Linked DNA regions of Gasterosteus aculeatus: region 2 is linked to region 1. A link is a contact called in public Hi-C data. All regions are on one chromosome and are shown on one strand. The core of a region is the stretch at or near the end of the contact, and the rest is flanking DNA. Distances in the headings are between cores, read along the strand shown.

The links. A called contact is a pair of places that touch in the nucleus more often than the background predicts.
Region 2: a Hi-C map of tail fin shows a contact between it and region 1, with 2.5 times the contacts expected there. The contact joins the promoter of ccnd3 here to the enhancer-like site in region 1. A contact is called at or near these places in 2 of 6 Hi-C or Micro-C datasets (tail fin and whole body).

What each region holds. Positions count from the first base shown.
Region 1 is chr17:9,482,447-9,489,648 of fGasAcu3.hap1.1, reverse strand. It overlaps celsr2 (cadherin, EGF LAG seven-pass G-type receptor 2), which reads right to left. Exons shown (of 34, transcript XM_040203515.2): 9 at 6,716-6,885; 10 at 6,092-6,271; 11 at 5,903-6,016; 12 at 5,336-5,492; 13 at 5,053-5,194; 14 at 4,832-4,952; 15 at 4,547-4,730; 16 at 4,323-4,424; 17 at 4,080-4,174; 18 at 3,705-3,914; 19 at 3,423-3,606; 20 at 2,888-3,206; 21 at 2,447-2,614; 22 at 2,234-2,357; 6 more. Among protein-coding and RNA genes, the nearest start is that of dstyk, 24 kb to the left of the region's middle. Within about 2 kb of position 2,503, at least 7 of the 9 cell types and tissues checked have open chromatin away from gene starts, as enhancers often do.
Region 2 is chr17:9,520,360-9,527,561 of fGasAcu3.hap1.1, reverse strand. ccnd3 (cyclin D3) reads left to right here and starts at 3,163. Exons shown (of 5, transcript XM_040203524.2): 1 at 3,163-3,457; 2 at 3,537-3,752; 3 at 3,884-4,046; 4 at 4,893-5,035; 5 at 5,283-5,750. The coding sequence starts at 3,221. The coding sequence ends at 5,495. bysl (bystin-like) reads left to right here. Exons shown (of 7, transcript XM_040203523.2): 4 at 1-36; 5 at 152-312; 6 at 1,585-1,687; 7 at 1,810-2,561. The coding sequence ends at 2,164. It overlaps nuak2 (NUAK family, SNF1-like kinase, 2), which reads right to left. Exons shown (of 6, transcript XM_040203519.2): 6 at 5,765-7,202.

The DNA of each region.
Region 1 (7,202 bases), core at 1,254-3,753:
ATCCGGGCGCTTGCGGCTGCAGCAGTATTTCATGGCATTCCTCGCCTCCTTATTGAAGACAACGCGGAAGAAGAAAACAAACGGACCCTGCGGTTGGGCGAGAGAAGAAGGACGAGGATAAGAGAAGAAATACAGAAATCAACCATTCAAAGTGTTTCACGGGGGTGGGGGGGGAACTGCGTGGATCACCTGAACACAGTTGAACCCGGCGAACAGGTAGTGGAAGATGATCATGTCGCTGTTGACGGAGAGGAGCGCCAGAAAACATGTGACTGAAACCAGGAGGAGAACGCCACCTGCGGTCTTTAGGCCTGAGCTGCAGAGTCACATGAGAAGGTAGTGAGGTGCCGTCAGGATGATTTGCACACATTTATTGACTTAGAAACGTAGAGACAGAGCAGCACATTGTGTGGAAACATGACCACGTAGCTGCAGGGAAATGTAAAGCTGTAGAAATGCAAAGCGTAGCCCTAATGGCACCATCGGATGCAACCGGAAACAGGCTGTTGTGCAATAAATTGTGGAACACTTATTTCCACAAAAGATCCGATGGTTTGAAATATGAAAAAAAACGTAAAAATAACCCTGAACAGCAGCAAGTATTGAGTCTTCATGATCCGATCTGCCTCAAAGTCCAAAAGCTAAATTGATTCAGTTTAGAGAGAGAAGCCAGGATGACAGATTATTGAGCTGTTGTTTTTGGAGCGATCAAAGGAGTGGTTTGATTTCATGTCGTTATTGACATTATTTAAATTGGTTGTTTGTCCAATTGTAGTGGTTTGATTGGAAAGTTCGCAATTTCAGGCTGAGCTGACTGGCAAAGTGACTTTGAGTCAACATTAATATTTGATGGAGCCGCTGGGAGACTCACACACGAGGCTCCTTCTTCTCGATGCTGTGGTGTCTCATTGTGCAGGACGCTCTGGACGACAGGACGTACAGGAAGACGTTCATCTGTGGACACATTAATCAAACGGCTTCACAACTTACAAAATGGCGGGAGATTTTGAGAGTAAACGTCAAACTAATCTCCCCGTCAGGACAGCGGAGGGCGTGTTTACTCTCTGGAGTCGCTCTGACGAGGTCGGCTTGAGTCGCCGCGTTGGAGCGCGTTTACGGAGTTCCGCTCAAACAACAGTGTGGATCTCAGGGATGTACAGGGACTCACCGACACCACCATGGCGATCGGCCCGGCGAAGCTCCAGATGAGAGTGTCGTACATGGACAGCCAACAGAAGTCTGGGTTCCCGTAGCCTTCAGGGTCAAGTCCCACTGCCAGACCTGCAGACAAACCCCCCAAAAGACACGCAGCGGCGTCAGATGACAGCTGCGGTGTGTGTAAACATTCTTTGGTTCCAAGAGAGCTGTTCATCTAAAGTCGCCAGCTCTCAGAACACTTTACTGGAGGTGTCTCACGTATTAACACTGTAATTTTCACTGTGACTTAAGTCACTCACGCAGTGAGTGTGTTGGATAACGAAGCTGTGTGATCGATGCCACCAAATGAGGTCAGCTGCTTTGTGTAAATTGAAAATAAAAGGTGAAACACATTTTCCCTCATTATCGTATAGTATCATATAGTAGATTTGCATAACTGGCATGACAGTCATGACCATCAAGTTTGGGGCTGCTGCTAGAGATTTAAATGTGTACAGAAAATACAGTTTCTTGTGAAGGTCCGGACCTGTGATGAAGGCTGGTACTCCCCAGCCAATCAGGTAGTAGAACCTCATGGGTCCGTAGTTGATGTCTCGCACTTCGCTGATCATGCGATAGACGTGCAGACCCTCCAGGAAGAGCCAGGAGAAAGTGCACAGGTAGAAGAAGTGCAGCAGGATGGCGATGACGGTGCACATAAACTGCACAGAGAGAACATCAGGTTGGAAGACGGAGGGAAGATTAAAACACGGGGAGGAAACACTAAGTGGAATAGACGGAGAACAGATTGATTACCGGGTTGTCTGCCTGGTTGATGCCCAGGATGAAAATGAGCTCGGAAAGGAAGAGCGCAACAGCTCCGTTGTTGATTATACTGGTCTTGTTGCACTGCATGGCTCTCAGACAAAGGAGGAAGATCGTGGTGAGGAAGAGGAAGCCCATCGTCACTCCCACTGTGCTCCACGTCAGGATTTTGATTGGCAGGATCTCTCCATTCTGACGATTGGAAGAGAGACGTTTGAGTCACAGAATAACGATCTTCGTGGTTTTATTGGGACTCTTTCGCGTCACTCACCTCTCTCCTGGAGATGTCCATGAGGACGGCAAAGCTGGTCATGTGATAACACTGACAGCTGATGTGGGTGCCGTTTCTGAAAACCACCTCGCAGCCCTTCGCCGACCAGCCGCCATTCCCGCCCCTGACACGAAGCACAAACAACAGAGGAAAATGTAAGAATACCACAACTTCACGCTTCTTCTCTAATCCCGAGAGCTCTGCTGTACTCACAGTATGTTGTGGTTCCAGAAGACACAGATGGGCTTAGAGCGCTCCTCGGTGGTGACCAGGCGGAACTGCACGGTGATGGGTTTGTCCAGTGCGTGCTGCAGCAGCTCGTCGTTGTCGTGGACAGTGATACTGACCACTGGCGTGTTGATGACCGGACGCTTTGGCACCCTGAAGACAACGTAAAAGAAATACACGATCAAAGGCATGAATTGTTTCCAACTGAATCTATAGAAAAATGGTCAAAAGTATAGAGTGTCCCAAACGCATTGGCAGTAAGTTACAACAAGAGTAAATATTTTCAGCAGTGGAATAATACATATTTGATGAGCTATGCACCGTGTTGATGTTAACAAAGGAACATTGTTGGATGATTTAGAGGTCAATGGCACAGAAGAATAACCCGTAACACCGTTGTCTTTGCTTCCAGTTAATTGTTCTTACCGCAGACTTCTCTTGTCTGGATCGTAGCTCTCTGGTAACAGCGAGGCCAGGCTGTGGAAGATGATCACACTGGCGATGGCGTCGGGCTGGTCGTCATCAGGGTGGCGTCTCTTCCTATTGGCTGACCGGTTCTTCAGAGACGACTCCGGGAAGACATCCAGGTGTCTGTGGCCTTTAGTGTCCACCGGTGGTTGAAAGACGGAATCGGGCAGCGTGACGGCCGTCTCGAGGTCAGCAGGACGAGGACCCCTCAGGGACTGGTACCGCGGCAGTTTGGCACCAGCGAAATTCATCTTTTTCAGGCGATCCACAGAAATGACTGTGGGGAAAAACATTATGTGTTTATATTGTGATAATAATATGATTACGATTTCTAATTTATTTTATCTGCTTTCTGTTCTTTAATTACTCCAACGATGTTGTCCTGATCATAAACATTTTTTCAAACCGACAAAACAGCATATGCACCCACTGCACGTTGGGAATATGGATCCCCGGCGGCCCACAGCCTTCGTGGGTCCTCCCAGCCTCTCACCTATGTGTGGTGTGACGATGGTGAAGGGGCTGAGGTAGGTCTGCCTCATGTTCTGAGCCAGTGTGTTTGCGTATTCCTCGTAGTGGCGCAGCAGTGCTGCCGTGCCGCCCTCCGAGTGCTGGATCAGCTCCCAGTGCGTCCGTGTGTCCGGAGCCAGGATGGCGCTGCCCACGCGGACCAGGTTCTGTCAGAAAACAAGCGAGAGTTCAGCTGACAGTGACAGTTGCCAAAACGGCAACAATGCATTGTTGTTGTTTATTGTTGAGATACACGCTTGCTCACCTCAGTGAAGTGGACGTCCTGCGTAGCTGTGAGGTTGAAGCCCTGCTGCTTGTTCTCGTGCTGCAGAAGACTCTGCGTGAGCCGATAAGCCACCTTCACGTCGCTGCCGTAGTACTTCTCCGTGTGCAAGGTGGCGTTGGCCAACATGGCGGCCGTCTGCTGGACATGTCCAGAGTCCAGCAGCGACGTGTTACGGGAAAACTTCTCAGACTGGAGGGAGGAAAGGATAATCATTCATTTACGTTTTGATGCTGCGTGAGTAAAAGGTATTTTTAACCGAACTGAAAAATATCAATTTCAATTACAAATGAGGGTGTTATTGTTGGAATCCTAAGGTTCATTTAAAAAGATAAGACGGAGGGAGAAGCCACACACCAGGGCTTTCAGCTTGCTGAAGGTAACAGAGGTGCAGTTGAAGAGATTGGGAGGCAGCCAGCCCTTGTGCTCGTCGCAGTGGCGGATCGCTGTGCCTGAAGAAAGGGGGAGAAAGTTACCACGTGGGAGTTGAGAAACAGTGGAGCTGCAGCGGGGAGAGAAGGCTTGAGGCAAGTTTAATATACTGCTTATATATTATTATACTGGTCATTTGATGGGCAGCCTGAAAAAAAAACATCATACCGAGAGTTCCCTTGGGACAGTGAACTGCTGCAGGGAGACCAAACTTAGTCCTGGGCCACCAGATCCCGGCCTCGATGGCCTGAGGGCAGCTGTCATAGATCACTGAGTGAGGTGGAGCAGGAGGGAGAGAGATTTAATATATTTAATATATTTCTAGCTACAATAAAGTGGGGCCTATGAATTAAGCATTGTAATAACCTGAGAGTAATCGGATTCATTCTGACCTTCGCAGCCGTTGGGTGAAACCTCAGCGAAGGGGTTGTCGCAGTGGTCACACTGGCGCCCGATGACGCCGGGTTTACACTGGCACTGGCCGCTCTCTCGGTCGCACGCTCTGGAAAAGGAGCCGACCGGGTAGCAGTCGCACAGCAGGCAGGTGTCGCTGCCTTCGGGGAGGTAGTGGTTGTCCTGTGGAGTGGAGAGACAAAGTTTTTGATTATCAATTGAAAAACAAAAAAATCTGTTTTCCATTAGCGGCCTCGGTCGGTGCAGGTCGGGCACATGCTCACCTTGCAGCGGCATTCTCCGCTCGTCTTGTTGCAGTCAGAGTCGAAGCCCTTGTCTGTCTGACAGCTACAGGGGCCGCAGGTCTTGTGACCCCACCAGCCTCTGGGACACGGCAAATCGGTTCTGCACACACAAGTACAGCATTACTTCTCCTGCAGAGCAACAAAACAACACGCCACACAAAAACATACAGGGTTTTACATAAACGTTGAAAAAAATTTACTTTTTTTCGCAGTAACGGCCAAAGTAGTTCTTAGGGCAGTCGCAGGTGTAACCACGAGAGGAGCTTGGCTTCCGGGTGCATGTTGACTCGTGCTCACAGGGGTTCAGTGAGCATGCATCGGTGCAGTTGGTGCCATAGTAGCCTGTGAAATAAAGGTGAAAAGAAAGAATAAGCTGCTGTGCTCTCACAACACTGTGAACCGTATTTACACATCGGTTTAAAGTAACCGCTCAGCCCTGCAGAATGTTTTACGATTGTGTTGGCGAAGTGCAAGCGGACGGACCGGCGAGGCAGGTGCAGGAGTGGCTGTCCCAGTCGTCGCTGCAGTAGCTGCTGGCAGGACAGGGGCTGGAGCTGCACGGGTCGGGCACGTTGCAGCCCGCCTCCACGTTCACCTTCCTCGCCTGAGACAGACTCAGAGCTCCGCCCACACGCAGACCCTGCAGGAGAACCAAATAAACATTTTGTTGGGGGGGAAAAGGAATGTTCTCTTAAGCACAAGATTGCTGTTTTCGATGGGTTGAAACACAAAGAAGTGCCTGTGTGTAAACATTTTGTGTGTTATAGTATTACAAAATGGCCATCTACCCTGCATCATAAGCTCAAGCAGTTAAAACCGTCGTTTAAGCAAGATTCTCATTTAAAGGGCAAGTGAAGAAGACAGTAGATCAAATCTGGTAGAAAAGTGATTGAGTTTTTTTTGTCAGGTTTCAACTGATTTTTAATGACTGCAATTGTATATATTCAAATACATTTCATAATTTTCAATATTGTGCTTGTGTTGTGCTTTATAGAGTAGAAGACCTTTAATATCTATGCACACATATAAGACATAAGTGAGCTCGCGGACCTGTATACAGCCACGGAAGCCATGCTGAATTTTCCCATCAGTTCTTTCCAAACCACCAACGCTCACAGTCTTCAGCTTGGAGTCTCGGAGCTTCCCGTCCACCTCCATACTGGCCTGAAAAGGTACAGACTTTATTGCTGCCAAGCTACAGTATCTTAATTCATCTGCAGGGATGAAACGCCAACTCACCAGGTAAAGGCCCTGGTCTAAAGACAGCACTGCTTTGTGGTGGCTTGCTGCTCCCTCCAGACTGCTGATATCCAGCTGCAAATGGTGCCAGTCTCCATCGTTCACCAGGACCTCCTCCACACGGGAGAGAGTCGAGTCCTCCCCCCTGTGCAGCCCCATCAGCACACTCCCCCCGCGCAGCTACAGAGGCGACAGGGAGCGAGGCGGGAAAAGAGTGGAATCAGCAGGACGGAGATTGAGACGATGTTTGATACCAGAGGAGGAAAATAGAGCACCAGGATTTAGCAATGCATCACACGATGAACAGGAACTGCCAAGGTTCAAACGTTGAATTGCTAGAAATAGAATATAGTACAGTTACGCAACATCAGGCATGCGTCAGTCTAGACGAGCTCAAAAGCAGCTGCTTCAATGAGAGATTCAGCATTTGGATGTGCTGAAACTCATATGGCCAATAGGTGGAGCCTCAGTCCTAAAATGTTTGATCTTTAGGAAAAGATGCCTCACTAGACTTTGCACCCATTGAAGAAGTGAAGTTATGGCTCTTTGCTATTAGGAGGGAAGGACTAAGAAATAACATAATAATTCTAGTTAACTTTCTCCTTTAGGACTTGTTGCTCTCACCTGCAGCGTGAGGTTGTGCTGCTGGCCTGCGGAGATGTGCAGCAGCGTCGCGCTGGCCTGACGTGTGCGGAACATGAGCTCTACATGCCAGGGGACGGAGGACGCGGCCGCCGCCATGTTGTTCCACTGCAACACACTGTTACCCAGGAAACGCTGCGGGCTTGCCATGACTAGAAGGAGAGAGTACAAAAGTGGTGAAGATAATTGAGCAGAGAGAGTTTCGCAGTGAGTCATTACTGTTAACTCCAGCATGCGATGTGATCACAGATTTAAAAAAACCAACATGAATTCTCACTACTTATTAGACATTTTATTTTGGTAATCTGTGGATGTGTGAAATCAAATCAGAAAGCTCAGATGATTGACTTATTGATCAAACGTCTGTGCTGTTAATTCAGAGGGATAATGTAGTACATAGGGGTACACATTATACACAACATGAAGCCCCCCTCCAGTTGAAAATGTGTTATGTTCTTGTGTGTTGAAT
Region 2 (7,202 bases), core at 1,914-4,413, 37 kb before region 1:
GACCTGGACAGCAGCGGCCATGTACCAAGCAACACGGTGAGTCTCCAGACGCCGTTGTTGTTTCATCCAAACGCCGAGCACGTTCCCTTATTCACTGCAGATATTAAAACACGGTACAATAAAGTGTTTTTCCTCCATCCCTTTCTTCTAGAATCTTCTCGTCCAATCTCAAAGAGCGAATGGCTCAGAGGTTTTACAACTTGGTGCTGCTGCCCCGAGTACGGGACGATATTGCAGAGTACAAGCGACTCAACTTTCATCTCTACAGTGCTCTGAAAAAGGCCTTGTTCAAACCAGGAGCGTGGTTTAAAGGTGAGGCCCTTTTAATGCATATTTGGTTTTGATTTTTTCAAAGCAAGAAGATATTGACATCAGAGCGGGCAACAACTGTTGAATGTGAAATAGGAAATATCAAGTATCTTTCATTTGTCAAGCAAAAATTCTCCCAAGTGTTGCAAATGTTCTTGCATGTCCTACATTACAATAAACTGGACATCTTTGCTTTTTGAAGAACATATTGCCATATTATAATGCACCCATGCAAATATAAAATACAGTTGATTTGGTTTTAAAGAACAAGTGGTAAATCAAGAAAAATTTAGAAATATAAATGATCAAAATCATTAGTTGCAGCCTTCATAAGTATGTGAAGGCTTGTTTGGCCCAGTCAAAGGGGAGGGGGGCAAATTCTGATTAAGTCCTGATATTGTTAATCTGTAATCATATGAATTTTCTTCTTGATTGAATTCATTAGGGGAACCCTTCTAGCTGTGATCCACATTCTGAATTTGTATGATTTAATACATTTGTTCTTTTAAGCAAAGGGTAGGCAGAAAGTAAATGCAGTACAATTGTTACCAATGTGCCGTACAACTGAAGCTGGCATATTACTAGTTATTATCTGACCCTTGAAAAAAAAAAAAAGTGGATAAAATTAAATGAGAGGAATTGACAGCTTATACCGGCTTTCTGGGACGTGTCATTTAGAAATGCTTTTAGTCTACACAAGGAAAATAACGCCATTGGTTGTGGAAGCTAAGAAATAAGCAAACTCAAATTTAATTTGGTAAAATGTATCCTTTGTTTCGGCTGTAATTGTTTGTCTCCTTTTGTGAACAACCTGTCACGATTTAATGCAACTAGTGTCCCCCAAACATCCCATGACCTATATTTAAAACACCAGTATGAGACAAATCCACTAAGTGGCAGTGTTGCTCACGAATACCCTGAACTGCCACAAAATTAGAGCAAAAGAACCATAAGTCACAAATGGTAATTTCCCATCAATGATATTGGAGTTAATTTAGTTAACTGATGAAACCGGTGAGTTAATTTGGGGTTAAACATACAACAATCTCAGATGGGGTTTATGTTCTTAAGACATAAACATATTTCCATCACTACCATCTGTCCCATATAATGTAAAGAAGGCACAACTTGAAGATGTTTTTTTTTAATGGTTGGATTCAGTGTTTGTGGAGCTTTAATCGACTGAACAGAGCACCAAAAAGCCATGCTTATCACTGACTCTTATTGAAGTACAGGAATACTTATTTGATATATTTGGCCTCTTCTGTCCTACAGGTATACTGCTTCCTCTGTGTGAATCAGGAACATGTACTCTAAGGGAAGCCATCATCATTGGAAGCATTCTCACAAAGTGCTCGATCCCTGTGCTCCACTCCAGGTAGGATTCAGCTGGCTGTGCTTCGCTGCTTTGGTTTGTGGCGTGTCGGCAAGAGGAGAAATGTTCAAATTTACGCAACGTGGGAGGTTGCACAATATGCGGGAATTGTTCTTGTCTTTCAGCGCTGCGATGCTTAAGTTGGCAGAGATGGAGTACAACGGTGCCAACAGCATTTTCCTGCGCCTCCTGCTTGACAAGAAATACGCCCTGCCTTTCCGTGTCCTGGATGCCTTGGTGGCCCACTTCCTGTCCTTCCGCAATGAAAAACGTGAGCTTCCTGTGCTGTGGCATCAGAGTTTGCTCACCATGGCTCAGCGGTACAAGGCTGACCTGGCTTCCGAACAGAAGACTGCACTGCTGGAGATGCTGAAGATACAAACACACCCTCAGATCTCTGCAGAGATTCGCAGAGAATTGCAAAATTCCGAATCGAGGGATCTCGAAATTGGGCTCCCTGTTACTGTGGAGATGGACTGAGGATTTAGACTGGTCTGGTGCTGGGTTAATTCCAACTTGGTTATTTTATCTGACTAGAAGGGACAGTTTAGAAAAATAGCGGCGTTTAAATACAGTGTTGCAAATACTCAGACTGTCATTTGTTTTTGTTTGATTATGGAAACCTTGTTGTTTTGAAGCAACACTTTCAATTACAAATGAATTAAGTTTACTAAAGCTTAAAAATGTATTTCTTACCATTGTATGTTGACTTTCTATCCGCAGCTGGGTTTTAAAAACATTTACATTATCTACCTGCAATATACACTGTTTGTCTTTTCTGGAACATTGTCAAAACTGTCAATTGAAATCTTTTGGGATTGAACTGTATCTGAAAACTAGTATACAAATATTAAAACAACAGAGAAAGACCTAAAAAGTGAAATGACTATTTCAAGAAACCTTTTACTGTCACTGGTCAACAAAGTAAAAAACTGTTTAATCGATTTCGTAGCCCTCGGCCACAGCGATGTCGGCCTTCTACAGACTATGTTGGGACACTATGTTGGGATTACGTGGCCTTCAGCTAGTGGTGATCAAAGCAGAAGGAAGACACCTGGATGATATTTCATAAACTGACGTTAAATCCATAAATACCAGTAATAAGATACATATAACAGTTTGTGTTGAATTGTCCATTTTAAGACTAAAGTAGTAAATGTGTAATTTTAAATCAAATAAAACGTAGCGGTTTTAATTCAAATTCAGAATAATTTGGTTTAACGTCAGTTGATTTTGGGAAATCAGAAAACGAATGATTCTTGCTTCTGTGATACAAGTAACTTCGGCCGCATTGCTTCAAGCATGACGTTAGTTAAAAACATGTAATCAATGAAATTACGTTTCATAACAAACAAATCCTATTTCCAGTCGAGCCTGTTAATGGCCGATATTTGAAAGGACCTCTTTAAAACAAGCTGGTTAAGTTAAGTTAGCGAACGTCGCGGGAGCGTTAGCACAGCTAGCTAACGTTAGCTAACGGAATAACGGCCAACTAACCGCGGCCATTTTGAAGGCCATTCCAGTCTACTACTTCGAATGGATCCTCGTGAGGACAGACGGCTTCCGCGTGGATCCAGAGACGTAAACGCCGCCGACGCGGAGCTAGACGTGGTTGTGCGTGCGGGCAGCGACCAACCCGTGAACGGCGACCTCCGAACACTGCACAACCTGACGGCCTTGGAGAAGACCTGCCCGCGGGCCCCGGACCTCCGGGTGGTCCAGACGGACATCGAGCCCCACATGCGGAGGATACTGGCAGTGTGGATGTTTCAGGTGTACCAATCGGTCACAATGACAGCGTGTGTCGTCCGGTTGAAATAAATTACAACAATGCGGCGTGTCTGTCTTGAAGGTGTGCGAGGAACAGAGATGTGAGGAGGAGGTGTTTCCGCTGGCGGTGCAATACCTGGACTGTTACCTGGGCAGGTTCGCCGTGCAAAAGCGCAACCTGCAGCTTTTAGGGGCCGTTTGTATGTTCCTGGCCTCCAAAATGAGAGAGACCGTCCATCTGACGGCCATCAAGCTTTGCATCTACACAGACAACTCCATTTCCGTATCAGACATTCTGGTAACTCGTATTTCTATTAAATATATAAATAATAAGCGCACATAATATTGACTGTAGAGTGTGTGTGTGTGTGTGTGTGTGTGTGTGTGTGTGTGTGTGTGTGTGTGTGTGTGCGCGCGCGCGCGCTGCAGCATTGGGAGCTGACAGTGGTTTCTCGGTTGGACTGGTGTCTGGCCTCTGTGGTTCCCTCTGACTTCTTGGGGCCGGTGCTTCACGCTCTGCCCTTAGTTCGGCCCCACCTCCTTCCCAACGTGCGACGCCACGTGCACTCCTATATCGCTCTGGTGGCCATTGGTAAGTTACAGCACTGGGTTGCCAACACGTGACATGTATATTTTTTGTCATTCCAAAAATGATCACATGCAAAGACAATATGCATTGACAATGGATAAAAAAAATCCATAAATAAATAAAATGGTTAAAAAATACTTTTGAATATATTTCTTGTAGTGATTAATTATTTCTGTGCCCAATTGTTTCAGTGCAGTAAAATTAGCCCTGTTATATTCCTCCTTTAGTGAGGGTTAAACATGACCGTGACATTTGCACATAACAATGAACACAAAGGAGCCAAAACTTTTGATCGCGATGCGTCAGCAGTTCATTCTGGAGACAGAAGGGCTGAGTTTGTGTAATCCCGTATTGTCTACTGTGAAAGACCTCAGTCCAACTATTCAGCTGGCTGATTTCCCACGAATCTCTGTGGCGCTGCCCGAGGCAACAGGTCACAGGGAGAGTCCGTCGCTGCGGTTTTACACGCACTATGCCCATAAAATTAAGACAATTCCGATGCCTCCGTCCTATTAACTCATTGAAAAAGGTGTTTCTGCATGGATTGAATGTTAGACTTGTCCTTTCATCGTGTCTCCCGCCTGAGGCAATTAGGATATTCTACCAGCTTATCGGGTTTTGGGAAATGTCGGCTTTTGTACATCAAGGTGTGTCTGCAATAGTGGAATCCGTCTAACTGTCGACATCTAGCCTTTACTGACTTTCCTACTATTTGCAATAGGCTACGAGTACCTTCGGTGAATTGTAGGGGGCCATCTTAAATATATAGATATAATATCTTTTAAAATATGGTTTTATGTATGATTCTTTAAATTGAAAAAGGAAGTAATCTTCTTTCCCTATCGTCAGACTGCAGGTTTTCAGTGTTCTTGCCCTCCACTATTGCATGTGCCTGCGTGAGCATCGCCATGCAGAGGCTAAAGTTAACGGACGCCGTCGTCTCCCCTGTTCCGGTGATAATGTTTCTGGTCGACCTATTGGACATTGATCTGGTACGGGTAATGTTTAACTGACATTTTTACATAATATCTCTTTGACTTTGTCCTGTTGTCAATATTGACTGGCATGTTGGCGATTCGCTTTAGAAATCTCCCTGTTCAAACAGTCTGGAGCCAAAGAACAGACCGTCAGATGCATGTTTAGAAAGACAACCACGCACATGCAGTATTGGTCAACAGCCACAGTATCTGTCCACTGATGAACTTATGGTTGCTTTTCTCTCAATCTGACCCTGAACAGAGCTCGGCCCTCCTCTGCTATGACCAGCTGGGAAGCGTGTTGGAGCTCAGCCTGCCCTCTTGTTCCCATCACCAAGCCTGTGTTTGCAGATCAGGAGCACACAGCTCAGAGATCAGCTACACCCCTGCAGACTTTCAGGATGTTGTCTTTACACCAGTCCCAGTGCCTCAGGAACTGAAGCTAAAATCACCCCTTCCTGACACGAATGACTAAATAATACTTTTACAGCCACAAAACCGAGCCACATCACTCGCACTGAATTCTAGTAGCGATGTTTGCACATTTTAAATGTTATATATTGTATTCATATGTATTGATATATATCAGCACTTATCTGGATTGGTTGAAAATGTATTGACTTTATATGTGAACAGTTGTAATAAGTTTGAAAATGTTTCTTGTCTGAACGCTTCATGAACTCCCTTGTGGCTATAAACCAGTTCTGTTAACATGCATGTATGTTACTAATCACATTAGTCAGCTCTTTTTTATTGATTTATTCTCCCGTCATAACAGCATGACCGATCACACGGTCATATTATTAATAAGTCCAGTATCTTTGGCAAAGATGTTTTTTGTTGCTGTAAATGAAAGAAAATACATGAACAGAGCCTGGATACCTACAACTTCTGGGACAAAGTGGGGGTGGGGGAGACACAGTGACGAAATACACATTGAACAAAAGAAAAATAATGCCTGGGACATTAGAAATGAATGACAAGAATGTACATTTCAGTTTTAAATTCCTGATATCATTGTGGCAAAAACAAATACCATAAGTGAAAATATATATATATATATTTTTGCAATTCCAGTTTTGCAGCCTCAGAACTCCAAACTTAAATGACGACACATGCGGTTTGAATGGTCTGATGCAACGCCGGCTTGATGTTCTACTGTAATACCAGCATGTCAATCTAATAAAGTAACTCCAGTGTGCAGCATGACATACAGAAACATACCAACGTAAATCTCTCCGATTACCAGTACATATTTTATGAACCAGATATTCTTTAAGACTTAATCATTATTAGGATGCAGTTTTCATGATTTTAGTTGTAAACTTGGTACATAAGCTCTGCTTGACCTTTAAAAGGGTCACCAGGATAAAACCTCTAGTACAGTTTACTGGCTTTGTGAAATACTGTCCCACAAAAAAAAAAAAAAACCACACACTTAAGCTCCATGACTGGTTACACATTGTACACAGCAGTCAGCTGGGGCACATTGTACACTTTCAAAATACACCTCACTGCCATTTACTTTTTTCAACTTTTAAAAAAATTATCTGCACCTTTCCTTTGCAAGTGGCACCCATATGGAGAGTGACGGACAATCTGTCTACGTGCATCAGCGCCGGCTGGCGAGCAGTAACAGGTTTAACTAGTTACGCTCGATCATGATTGTTTTTCAAGTCATTACCCAAACCTTAAACGAGAATTAAAAAACAAAAACAAATGCACACAAGAGCTGAAGTCCCTTTTACAAACAAATATCCTCTTGGCACTTTTTGCTGTTGCTTTAATAGAGAAACAAAAAAAACCCAAAAGACATTGGCAAACTTACTCTTTGGTATTCATTAAACTTAATTCTCCCCACATCCTGAAGCTTAGTAAAAGCTGGATTATACCCGTCTTAACATCAAACCTGTGTTTTATTGCCGTTCTCCAAGATAAGTATAATGACAGAGGATCGCAATCCGGCAGGAATCCCATAAAGCGGTTTAGTCAAACACTTTCTCAAACCGCCCCGTCGACAATAAAAGTCACAGACTGACTTCTTTAAACAGAAGTCCTATTGTGTCTCCTAATGTCGGTCTCTTGGTTTATTGTAAATGAGTGATTGGTTTGGAGAGCTTTCACTTCTTCATATTGAAGGCTACTGTTCTTGCTCCTGAGGGACTTTTTACTTTAACTCCAC